Linked DNA regions of Sus scrofa: all the other regions are linked to region 3. The links are chromatin contacts, called in public HiChIP or PLAC-seq maps. All regions are on one chromosome and are shown on one strand. Each heading gives the region's core, a stretch centred on a gene start, on an enhancer-like site or on the middle of the called end of the contact. The rest is flanking DNA. Distances are from core to core; before and after follow the strand shown. Region 1 holds the start of LANCL1 (lanC-like protein 1). Region 2 holds the start of RPE (ribulose-phosphate 3-epimerase). Region 3 holds the start of ACADL (acyl-CoA dehydrogenase, long chain).

Region 1 (4,155 bases), core at 1,511-4,010, 180 kb before region 3:
ATGCAGCAGTTGTTTTTTGTTTTATTTTTGTTTTTGTTTGGCAGGAGAGGATATTCCAGATATTAATCTCCTTTGTCTTTAGATGTTGCAGACATCTTTGAACCACAATTCTTCATTCTGATGAAGTTAAAGCCATGCAATTTTAACACTGTAATGTGAGGATTTAGCTACATGTCCACATACATCTTTATCCATTCCTAGGCTGCAAAGGTGACTTACATTTTTATTAGCTTTTACCTTTAGGTCTTTAATCTATCTGGAGTTCAGTTTTGAATATGGATTCAAACTTGTTTTGGAAGAATACAGAACTGTTTTGAAAGTTTAGAAGAGTCTAAGCATGACAAATCCTCTCTTTCTTAAAACAATCTCACAAGAAAAATGGGTAAAAAAAAAATGAACAAGTAGGAGTTCCTGTCATGGCTCAGTGGTTGGCAAACCTGACTAGCATCCATGAAGACGAGGGATGCTGGCCTCGCTCAGTGGGTTAAGGATCCGGCGTTGCCTTGAGCTGTGGTCGCAGACGCAGCTCAGATCCGGAGTTGCTGTGGCTATGGTGTAAGTAATTTCATAGAAAGGTCAGAAGTCTTGGAGTTCCCATCGTGGCTCAGTGGTTAACGAATCCGACTAGGAATAAGAAGGTTGCGGGTTCAATCCCTGCCCTTGCCCAGTGGGTTGACTATCCGGCGTTGCCGTGAGCTGTGGTGTAGGTCGAAGACGCGGCTCGGATCCCGCGTTGCTGTGGCTCTGGAGTAGGTTGGTGGCTACAGCTCCCGATTCGACCCCTAGCCTGGGAACCTCCATATGCCACCGGAGCAGCCCTAGAAAAGGCAAAAAGACAAAAAAAAAAAAAAAAGTCAGAAGTCTAACAGCTATATGAAGAAAAACTCAACACCATTAGCAACAAAAATAGTGAAAATTTAACAATGAGATTCCACATTGTCCATTAGAATTGGAAAAAACAGAATACTAGATAATATCAAGTGTTAGGACATGAGAATGACAGAAACTATCTAATAGATACTACTGGAGGTAATTAAACTTGTCCAGTAGTTCTAGAAAGCAATCTAATTGTACTGGGTAATTAAGTATGAGGATGTCCTATGATTTAGCAATCCATTTCTGGTATATATCTCAGAAACACATCTAGAACATCTTTAGAACATGTCCTTGGCTATTCCTGGATGCATTATTGTGATGTGGAAGTTGGAAACAATGCCCATCCTTGAGGGAAATATAAGTAAAAGGACTTGGAGACATATCATGAAAATACTACTAAGTACGCAATTATCTAAAAACAACCAACTGTACACAGAGCAATACAAACAGATCTAAAACACAAGTTTTTATTCATAGTACTACTCCATTTTTTTGAAATGCATACCTACAAAGCCGATGATGTATTTTCCAAAGAAAGGTAAATTAAACATATTATGGTGATTGTCTCCTGAAGGAGAGAAATGGGTGAGAAATAAGAATTAAACGAAAAACTGCAATAGAGTGGGGTCTTCCTCTTCTTTCTTCCTCCCCTTCCACTCTTGCATTTCTGCTCAAGCACAATCCACTGTCATGCCTCCCTTCCTTTTTCTAATAATCATTAATCTACATAAATATCATCTATTTTAACAGCTCAAAGATTGCAAATAGGATAAAACTGATAGTGAGCCTTTAATAATTAAAGATAATTGAAAATGCCTCTCACTCTTTTTCCTTTTCTCCTTTATGAGCTGCTCCTTCACACATCCATCTATTAAAATAGGAAGGATGTCCAATTTAAGATTCACGGAGGGCTTCTACCAAGGTTTCACGAATGTGGTGAAGAAATTAATGTGTCCTATGAGAGCAGCAGTTCAAAAGAACCAACTCAGCCAGAGCAGGGGACAGAGGAGACTTCGGGATGGCAGCCACAGAGGGACAAGCTTGGGCCAAAGCGGGGGTGGGGTAGGGATTGGGATTCAACAAGAGGTTTGGAGTTAAGGTCCCTCATTGAAACAAGGAAGGAAAGAGAAGAGAAAATCACTCTGACAAATTAACTGAGCTTCAAAATTGTCAGAGCAACAGATGGGCCTAATTTGTACCAGGTGGGATTTAAGTTTAAATGAAAACAAAAAATTTTCAAATACCAGAGACAGTTAAACATTGAAATTGAATGTTGCAGATGTCCTGCTCTATTGGCCTTTGTTATTTTTTTTAAGGGCTTAGTAATACGGTATTATACTACAGTTTAGGCTAAGAGATTAAATTTTTTAGGAGCTGTGATTTGTGTTTTTATGTTATTTTCCCTGAAATTTTAGCAAATGTCATTTGATACCTTGCCCTTGGCCACTCACATCGACTGAGTCCTTTTGAAGCAAAATTATCATAAATTATCTCCAAAGATTTTTGTCATTGTGGTTGCCGAAGGTGGTGATAGTGTTTTGTTTCGGGTTTTTTTGTTTTATTTTGTTTTTTTTTTTTTTAAGAAATAAAAGAAAATGTTTGACAAGTTTCCGGAGAGAAATAATCCTCAAGGATTATTCGAGCCTAGCGATAGGACTATGAATGTGTTCAGATCTCAAAGCAGTCTTTTCTCAAGATTTAAAAATGAAAAAAGAAAGTCAAATTCTTATAAATCATCTGAACTTTAACTAGTTTACTTAACTTTTTTTTAATTTAAGAGAAGAAAAGTAGGAAATATTGGGCACAGTTGCACAGTATTCTAAGATATATTCGCACTTAAGCTCCTCAGCAACTAAACCACCATGTATCATCCTTTAGAAACCACACTCCTGTCTCTTTAACAAACTGAAAATGGGAGGAGGCGGGCCTCCGAAGTAGCGAAGGTTCTGATTGGTCCACCTGGAAGGAAGTAGGCAGTGAAAGCGTCGCTTCTGTTATTGTCCAGAAGCTGCAGGGTGAGTGGCCCGAGACCTGGCAGGGATTTGGGACGCTGGACAGGCAGTTTCTTCACGTAGCCAGAGTGCGAACGTGGGGTGCAAAACGGGTCCTTTGCGGCGCGGTGGGTTCGGGGCCCTGGCAGCCGTTTTGCGGAGGTGCCACGCCCTAGGGGCTGGGCCGTGGTGGGCCCGGGGTCTACTCCGACCACCTGGACCGCGAAGTGGCCTGGGAACTGGAAGGAAGATGTTCCCCGGGCGCTGTCCGCCGCCCGCGCTACTGGGCCGAGGTCCCCATCTCAACGTAGATTCTCTTTTTCCCCTCTTCTGCAGGCTCGTTTCTGGCATGATGGCGCAAAGGGCCTTCCCGAATCCTTATGCAGATTTTAACAAATCCCTGGCCGAAGGCTACTTTGATTCTGCTGGGAGGGTGAGTTTGGGGTATATCTGCCTCCATCCCTACCTCCAACCCCCAGTGTTTGGAAAGGAGCTCACTTTTGCCTGAAAAGAAGGATAAGCATCCCTTTTTTATAAGTATAGAATTTCAGTATGAACGAATAAGATATATTTTAAATATATAAAGTACATGTGAAAATATGAAATTTGAGCTGTAACATGTTGAACTTGTATAAGGAGTCGTCGTTAATAAGGAATCGTTAATATTATCAATATAAATAGCTGAAATCATCTCAGTCATTGATATTTAAATCGTAAAAATTAACAGCTATGCAATTTACTGCGTGATGTTGCATTTCTGACAACTTTGGGGTTTTTTTTTAAGAGAGATGAGAAATCCTGATGGTATATCACGTGCACTCTATTTTTTTTTCCTGATTGAACAGGAGTATCGGCAGGGTAAGGACATCTTTATACCGAAAGTGCTAAGAGAAATTTGGACATAGGGCTGAAATTCTTCATACCATTTCCATTCTTCCCAGGGCATCCCCATAGCTGAAAAAATAAATACATACCTACATAAAACTGGGTCAGTTACACTGGTGAGCACCTCACAAGTCACTACAAAAGAGACCCCGGATGTGAAATACCAGAGGCCTATGTTTTCTCATGTCTCTGAATATAGTTGTTAGGAGAGAATACAGTTCTTTTTAAAAATACCTAGTTAAGAATGAATTAGGTTGGAAGAATGGTCTCTTTAAATGTGCACACATTAAAAAAAAAAAATTGTTTACTGTTTATTTCTTTTAAACTCATCAGGCTGCCGAAGTGTACATGGAACTAGAATCAACCTGATTCTTTTAAGACCAGGATATTGACTGCTTTTGAA
Region 2 (4,114 bases), core at 187-2,686, 250 kb after region 3:
TTATAAAAGGTAATATTTACTAATCTTCCATACTTAGCCTAGAATCGTTAGAACTTTAGGGTCAAGATTTTGCCATTATTAGTTGGGCACATTATTGAGGTAACAGAGTGGAATGCAAAAGAAAAACAACAAATTTAACCAGATAGAACAAAGGAAGGCAAAGCTGTCCTAAGAGGGATGATATTAAAAAGAAAGGGAAGTGACTAACCATCTTTTGTAAAAAAAAAAAAACTATGAACTTGCAGATTTGCATGAGGCCAGCACAGAGATTTTACTTATTTACAATAAACTTATTTTTCTACCCCAAACCAAAACAATGGCTGTTACGATTTTTATGACCAGTTGTCAGTGGCGCTCAGAGAACCACTTGGTAAACCCAAGAAGATCCAAGTTGTAAGTCTATCAAAGTGTGTGTAATCTTGAGGGAGTCTCACCTGTTTTCTCTGTTTGTTTCCTCATTCTATAACCAACTTAAGAAACTAGCATCATCTTGCTTTCAAACAATATTGATTATGGGCTATAACTACAGTGCTTAAAAATTACTTGCAATAAACTGACCTCCCTGAAGAGCAGAATGCCTAAAGAGAAAACAGGAAAAATCAAGACTCGAACAAAGATACAAACACTAACAGAGAATTTATTTACTATACTTCAGGCACTGTAAACTTTGTGTGTACTAACTAGCTCATTTCGTCTTTCAAAGATGCCTAAGTGGTAGGGTGTGTTATCACTCCCATTTTTCACACAATGGAACTGAAGCTCAATGAGGTTAAATGGCTCGTCCCAAGAAACCCAGCAAGTGTCAGAACTTGGGCATTCTCACTCTAGATGCCAAGCTTGTTATCTTTACACACATCTATCTCCCCAGCTTTGCCACTAACTAGCTATATGAGCTTGGGCCAGTCATGCCTATCCCCTTAGGCCTCAGTTTCTCTAACTGAAAATGAGAGACAGGCCAGCCTTAAGGTCGCTTCCGGGCGCTAAATGCCAGAAGACCATACGTTATCTGGGGGGAGGGGAAGAGGCTGAGGTTTGGGAAGCGTTCAAACCTCGGATCCCCTCCAAGCAGGGCCGCCAGGGCTCCCACCCAGGCACCTTCTTAGTACCGCGTTCAGAGTGAGGCGCTTGGCGGTACAGGTCGCTGTGCACTCAACAGGCACTCAATGAATGTGCGCTGAGCCCGCCCCGCGCGGCAGCCCTGACCCGAGCCCCACGGAGTTACCCGTCCATTACATCCAGGTGCAGATAATCAGCCCCAGAGTCCAGCATCCGGAGGCACTCGGCCCCTAAATTGGCCAGGTCGCTGTTGAGGATAGACGGGCCAATCCTGCAGCCGGACGCCATGGTACTAGTTCCCTAGAGCAAGTTACCCCACGAGCGACCTGTCCAGATGAAGTCGTCGCGCCGACTGGCTGCACAGTTTTAGCCCCGCCTCTTCCCTGCAGAGTCTTCCGGACTCCACCGGAAGCAGCTGCCCTGAGGGGAGGAAGTCCCGCCTCCCTGGGGAAAGGGCGGCCAACCTGAGAGCTTAGGGGTGGGGCCCCACATTTAGGCACTTTCTTCCTTACCCAGACCTTACGGCGGGCCTTTCAGGTCTCCCAGCCTTGTGAGGAGTTTCTTGATCTTTTTTAGTTTTACTTCCCCTGCAGTTCTTTCTAGGCTCTTACCTTCTTATCACTTTTTTGTTTTGCTGCGGTTTGCATAGGAGCTCCTTCCATCTCCTTCTGTCTCACTTGTGTGTTTATCCGTTAATCAACAAAAAACCACCCTTCTTCCTATTTTTTCTCTTTGAATTCTTAAGAGCTCTGGAAGTCAGATTTAGGTCGGAAACCTGCTTCTACCCGATACTACCTGGTGACCTGGCTAATCGCTTCTCCATGCCCTCAGTATTTTCCTCTGTCCAGTCAGGGCTTGAAAACTGTAAAAGCCCCTGTGTCCTTGTGTTTTGAAGTAAAAGGCTTTTCCTTTAGCCTTCCAGGCCTCCCCTCAGTCTCAAAAGGCTGACTCAAGACCTAATGATTAGGAAACCCTGTTATAGCTAAAAACTAGTTAATAGCAGTCTATTACGTTATGCCCTGCCTTGGGCACACTAACTTACTCTGGCTTTTCACAAATAATTTTTCCTTGCTTGTTTTTTACTAATGATTACTTTCATTAGAGTTAAAGTGCATGCCTAGTGTTTTCGTTTCCTTTGAAACACTCCTTAAAACCTCCTTCTTTTGTGGGCAACTTTCACTGCCAAGAGAAAGTCCAGGTGCAATAACCCCAAAGACCACCAGAACCCATCACTGACCACCTGACTGTGGCCTTGATGACTTTGAAATAGTCTCGGTCTGTGCACATGGGTCAGAAGAAGAATTTCTGAACTCATATCAGAGTGAAAAGAAAGAAGAGTTTATTGAGCATGGTGAGGTGGAGAGACAGTTTACTGAGAGATAAGAGAGGCTGCAAGCACAGCGGCATGACTTCCTGATAATCAGGGAGTGCCAACCATGAGTGCATGGTCAAGTCTGTTTTTATAGCCCAGGGAGAGGGGAGGTCTCAAGACACAACTGTTGACCTACTAATTGTTTGAGAACAAAGGGTCTTATGATATACTTGCTGGTTGGTTGGGGCGTTTAAGGCCCAACAAAGGTTGGTGGGGGTGGGGAGTGAGCCACTTAACTTTCCTTCCTAGGAGTAGACCAGGTTGCTCAAGGTGGGGAAAGGGCATAAACACAGAGACAAGTGGGGCAATGATAAAGGTCTGGCAATTCTTGCCTTGGCCAGAGGCTTTGAACTCTATCTCCTTGAAGGGGGCTTGAAGTCTAACAGAAATGATCCATGGAGGGAGAAGAATCCCAGGACAGTAATCTTTACCTACAGTCCTTTTTTTGAGCTAAACCTAGAAGTCCTCTTGGTATTCTCTCTCAAGGGGAAACACTGTTTTGAGGTGTTACCCTGCTGTGCCCTCCTTTGCCTGGCAAAGCAGTAAAGCTGTTCTTTCTGCTTCACCCAAAACCATCTCTGTGACTTAACAGTGCCAGTGTACAGAGGCCAATCTTGGCTACGAAATTTGGGGGCTCAAAAAAACGAAAACGGAGTTCCTGTCGTGGCACAGTGGAAATGAAACCATGAGCTGTGGTGTAGGTTGCAGACACGGCTCAGATCTGACGTTGCTGTGGCTGTGGTGTAGGCCGGCAGCTACAGCTCCGATTAGACCCCTAGCCTGGGAACTCCATATGCCGCAGGTGCGGCCCTAAAAAAAAAGAAAAATTTGGGGGCTCATCCACGATCTGACTCTCATACCTGGTCTGCCATCCTGGAAGGGTTGGGGATGGAGAGTGAAAGGGAGTCTGCCTAGCAGGTGCTGAGGGCGACCTTCACTTTGAGCATTCCTTTCTTCCTCCACCCACACCAGTAATTTCTACTCTGAGGAATTATTTTGGGGAAGGAGAAGTGTACAATCCTGGGATGTCATGACGCCTTGGCCAACATCTGGGTATCTGGGTAAGTCCCCCAGCATGCACTCTGAGGCCCCCTTGGACTTTGTTCATCTAAGGAGCCAAGTCTTAGGTTCCATCTAGGGATCTTCTGTTTCAAAATCCCACCTGTAAGGCAACACTTGGACTAAGGTCACAGGCTTAGTGGGACTTGGAAGCCAATCTGAGCTTTGTGCTGTCTGGTTCGGTTTTTCTGGTTTGAGGCTTCTATTTGCTGGCAAGCATTCTGGTTTGTTTTTTATCAAATATATGGAAATTGTTTCTATTTGACAGCCCCAGAGGGAAAATTTTGGCAGACTTGTGGACCTATACTTGTAAACCTATGAATAAGGAAAAATTGACTTTAAACTGTGTGGCCACAATATTCTTTAGACTCCAGAAAAATTTTTTGCTTTTTAGGGCAATACTCGCGGCACATGGAGGTTCCTAGGCTAGGGCTCAAATTGGAGTTATAGCTGCTGGCCACAGCAACGCCAGATCCCAGCTGCATCTGCAACCTACAGCACAGCTCACAGCAACGCCAGATCCATAACCCACTGAGCCAGGCCAGGGATTGAACCTGAACCACTGCATCCTCATGGATGCTAGTCAGTTTAATTTCCACTGAGCCAGGACAGGAATGCCATCAGAGG
Region 3 (3,898 bases), core at 60-2,559:
ACATATATTATACATTCTTTTTCTCACATTATCCAGGATCTCATTGCTTATTCACTCCAAATGCAATAGTTTGCATCTACTAACCTTTTGATAGTAATTCTTAAAGTCTTCAAGTAAAGAAACCTTGCCTCTGTTATCTACACTTGTGCTATCCTTGTGCTCCTTGGAGATTAGAAACATAGTCACCCACACAATTTGATCTGAGGCAAAGCAAAGGCCTGCTTGCCCCAACTAGTTCCTCCAGATAGTTCTGCATCAGCACCAGGACATTCATTCATAGTGACAGCTAAATGAATTTACCTGATCTTTTCAGATCTTCATTTGAAATACCATTATTAGAGTCCTTGAATTAGGGGAAAAAATTAATTTTCTGTTAATTGATTATAAATGTCATTTTTAAAACACCATAACCTGAAAAGGATTGTGAGTACGTGGGTGGAGGAGAATAAAAACAGCTAACACAGCCCCTGCCATGGCTCCCTGTCATGGCTCAGTGGTTAACGAACCCCACTAGTATCCATGAGGACACCTGGCCTTGCTCAGCGGGTTAAGGACCCGGCATTGCCGTGAGCTGTGGTGTAGGTCACAAATGCAGCTTGGATCCAACATTGCTGTGTTGTAGGCCCGCAGCTACCGCTCCAATTCGACCCCTAGCCTGGGATCCTCCATACGCCAGGAGTGCAGCCCTAAAAAGAAAAAAAACAAAGAAACAGCTAACACGTGTTACATGAGGAGGCTTCTGCATCGACATCCCAACCTGGTCTGGGAGCTGAGATCCCCACATCAGCCACTGCAAAGAAATAAAATAGTTAAGAAAGAAAAGAAAACACTGCTTGCATAGTCTTATATGTTAAGTAAGCTAATTTCCAATGTTAAAAACAAACAAACACACAAACTTTATGTAACTATGACTTTGTGGGTCCATTTTTGAGCCTCCATGGCTTACAGAGTTTCTCAAAGCTGTTCAGGAAGCCAAAGAAAACAACTGCTTAGATAAAACAGAACACTGCAGGGAACTTAACAGTTTTACTTTTAGAATCTTTTCATTGGTAAGTTTCTGCAGAGGGGCGTGTCACAAAAAACCGTCCGCAGTCTCGCGCAGGGTAGCTGAGGATCGCTGCCCAAGGCGTTCTGGTCTAGAAGGGTACGCCGGCCTCGTTTACTTGGGCGGCTGTGCGAGGTTTTTTGGGGTGTGACTGCAAGGAGGAAGGCCCCAGGGACATCCCGCTGTCCCAGCGCCTCGCCCCGCACACAGGGAGTCACCGAGGAGACGCGCCATCGCCCAAGTTGCCTTTCGCTGTCGCAGCCATGGCCACACGACTCCTCCGTGGATCTCTGCGCTTGTGGGGCGGCCTCTGTGCTCCGCGCCTACCGACGGCCTCGAGGTTAGTGCCCGCCCTGCTCTATCTGTGCAGCAGGGAGGCTGCAGGGCCGCGCGGCGACACGCACACTCCATTCCTGGGGCTCGAAACCAGTCGCCCAGAGCTTGAACTGAGCCTTGGGGCGTAGGAGGGTAGGAGAAGCAGCTGGGCTTTGCCGGGAGGCTTCCGGAACAGTGATCATACCCCCTGCGGCGAGAGCGGAGCTCTGCCACTGCAGCCTCACCGCCTGGGGAGTCGAAAGGGTGTGGGGGCGGGGGGATTGCCAACCCTTTCTGGCCTGGGTTCAGCCTGTTTGGTTTCATGGTCTACGGAGGACACCGGGAGTCTGTATTTTGAAGAGTTTCTGAGAGGCGATGTTGGGGAGTCACCTCTTGGGCACCACGACCTTTGGTCCAGTTGGAACTGTGGCAGAAGGCACCGCCCCATAGTGAACTTGGGAGTGGGACTCCCGCAGCCTCCACCCTTTGCAGGGACGCCTGGAGAAGACACTCCTGGACAGCAGCAAAGACCTGATAACGGCTCCATCACATAAGGGAATTAACTGGAGATCTGACAGATCTTTTAATTAATTAAATGCGGAGGAAGTAATAGGGTTCCTAAGTGGGTCGGTGATATTATGGTAATATTTATAAGATCAAAAGCGTCCCCTACCGTATAACACCTAAAATCCTGTCATTAGATAAACAAATTGGAAGCACTGGGGATTCTCTAATGAGAGTGACAGGAAGGTTCGATTAGTTCATTGCAGCACTCTAAGATGCTTTGGAAACAAAATTCCTCCTGTTGTGGAGGAAGGCTGGGAAGGCATCACTGAGGAGTGAGGACGTTGGGACACACATACTTTTCTAAGCTCAGTCCCAGAACTTCATAAGACGGTGAAGGTGAGACTTTTGGGTATCAGGAATATTTTGTGCTCTTAAAATTAGAGGTCCTCAAAGATCTTTTATTTATGTGGGTTTTATCTGTGGATGATATCAGTATTATACATACCTACAACACTTGGAAATACATTTAGTTCATGTAAAGTAACTCATTATATGTTAAATAACATTTTTATGGAAAAATAACTTTTCCCCAAAAAGTAAGAAAAGTGACATTGTTTTACACTTTTGTAGATCCCTTAATGTCTGGCTTAATAGGCAACAGCCCGATTCTAAGATTTGCTTCTGCATTGTCTGTTGTGACAAGTAGTTTAAATATAGGAAGAATATTGGCAAAAGGACCTGAGGGACCCTCTGAATGGGTCAAGGAGTACAGTTTTATTTTAACAGACTTCTTAAACTTTAATGTACATATGAATCACTTAGGACTGCTACTACTAAAATAAAGTTGATCCTTGAACAGCACATATTTGAATTCTGTGGGTCCACTTATGTAAATTTTTTTCAGTAGTAAATTCTGCAGTACTACACAATTCACAGTGGGTTGAATCCAAGGATGCAGAACTGTGCTCTGGGGAACTCACAAATACGGAGGGCTATATATTATATATATATGGGGGACTGTAGGTTATACAAGGAGTTTTGATTGTGCTGAGGTTCAACAGGTCCCTAACACCTGTGTCCTTCAAGCATTAGAGGCACAGATGGATTCAATAGACCTGGAAGGAGGCCTGAGATTGTGTATATATAACCAGCTCCCACGTGTTGCCTAAAGGTGCTGGTGGAGTCAAGCTCCCTTTTATAATGTAAGTAGGCTTAAAATAATAATAATAGAGTCTAACCTGTTAGATCAGTAGCAGTTTAATGCTTTAGGAAGACAATGGCTAATTTATAAAGTCAGTACAGATTTCTTGGTTTTTATTGGGAGAAAAAGGGCCTATTTATTTAGTACAGGTTCCTTGGTCTTTGGAAAATGGATGTTCCAATAAACTTTTCACTTGTTTTGATTTTCTTCGTTATGCTGTACTCTCTCTTGAACACTTCAAAAAAAAAAAAACATGTTCCCCTGTGTTTTTAGTTCCCACCTTCGGCATGCAGAAGTTTCCAGGCCAGAAACCAAACCGGTGCCACAGTTGCTCCCTGAGCCACAGAAATGACAATGCCAGATCCTTAACCACCTCAAAGCTCGGTCTCCACATACCGTCCCACTGAGAGTTTGAGCTTCAACACATGAATTGCGTTGGGGGTTGGGAGGGTGAGATTCACTTCATTGCTTTAAGCAAAGTTGTGTAAACTGAACAAAATAATCCATTTTCGGGGTGAGGGATTGAAACAACCTAATTGCCAATAAGACTGGGTCTTTTCTGAACTAAGAAGTGAAAGAGAAAGAGAAGGGAAGGATAGGGTAGGATAGGGTCAGGGTCTAAGAAGGAGAGAAACCCAAAACAGAATTTCATGGGAAACAAAACATCCTTTGGCAATATTAGAATATATGGTTAAAAGGTTTTTTAGATGTGAGCTTAAAAATGTCCAGAGTGGTACACAGATTTTCAAAAATTTTTCAGGATTACCCTGGAGAGAGAAAATCTGAAGACCATTTAAAAAAAAGAACTACAGAGCAGTCTCTTTTTAAGC

Evidence for each region. HiChIP or PLAC-seq counts read pairs in DNA pulled down with a chosen protein or histone mark.
Region 1: a contact with region 3 is called in an H3K27ac HiChIP or PLAC-seq map of alveolar macrophages. The contact joins the promoter of LANCL1 here to the promoter of ACADL in region 3. A contact is called at or near these places in 1 of 5 promoter capture datasets (fetal liver), 1 of 47 Hi-C or Micro-C datasets (heart right ventricle) and 1 of 2 datasets of contacts at active chromatin or transcription factors (alveolar macrophages).
Region 2: a contact with region 3 is called in an H3K27ac HiChIP or PLAC-seq map of alveolar macrophages. The contact joins the promoter of RPE here to the promoter of ACADL in region 3. A contact is called at or near these places in 1 of 5 promoter capture datasets (fetal liver) and 2 of 2 datasets of contacts at active chromatin or transcription factors (alveolar macrophages and skeletal muscle).

The regions. Positions count from the first base shown.
Region 1 is chr15:113,147,786-113,151,940 of Sscrofa11.1, reverse strand. It overlaps LANCL1 (lanC-like protein 1), which reads left to right and starts at 2,760. Exons shown (of 10, transcript XM_021076409.1): 1 at 2,760-2,891; 2 at 3,204-3,300. The coding sequence starts at 3,217.
Region 2 is chr15:112,720,645-112,724,758 of Sscrofa11.1, reverse strand. RPE (ribulose-phosphate 3-epimerase) reads right to left here and starts at 1,436. Exons shown (of 7, transcript XM_013984453.2): 1 at 1,234-1,436. The coding sequence starts at 1,344. It overlaps LOC102158523 (a long non-coding RNA gene), which reads left to right and starts at 1,579. Exons shown (of 4, transcript XR_002339061.1): 1 at 1,579-2,407; 2 at 3,401-3,489.
Region 3 is chr15:112,966,792-112,970,689 of Sscrofa11.1, reverse strand. It overlaps ACADL (acyl-CoA dehydrogenase, long chain), which reads left to right and starts at 1,309. Exons shown (of 11, transcript NM_213897.1): 1 at 1,309-1,385. The coding sequence starts at 1,309.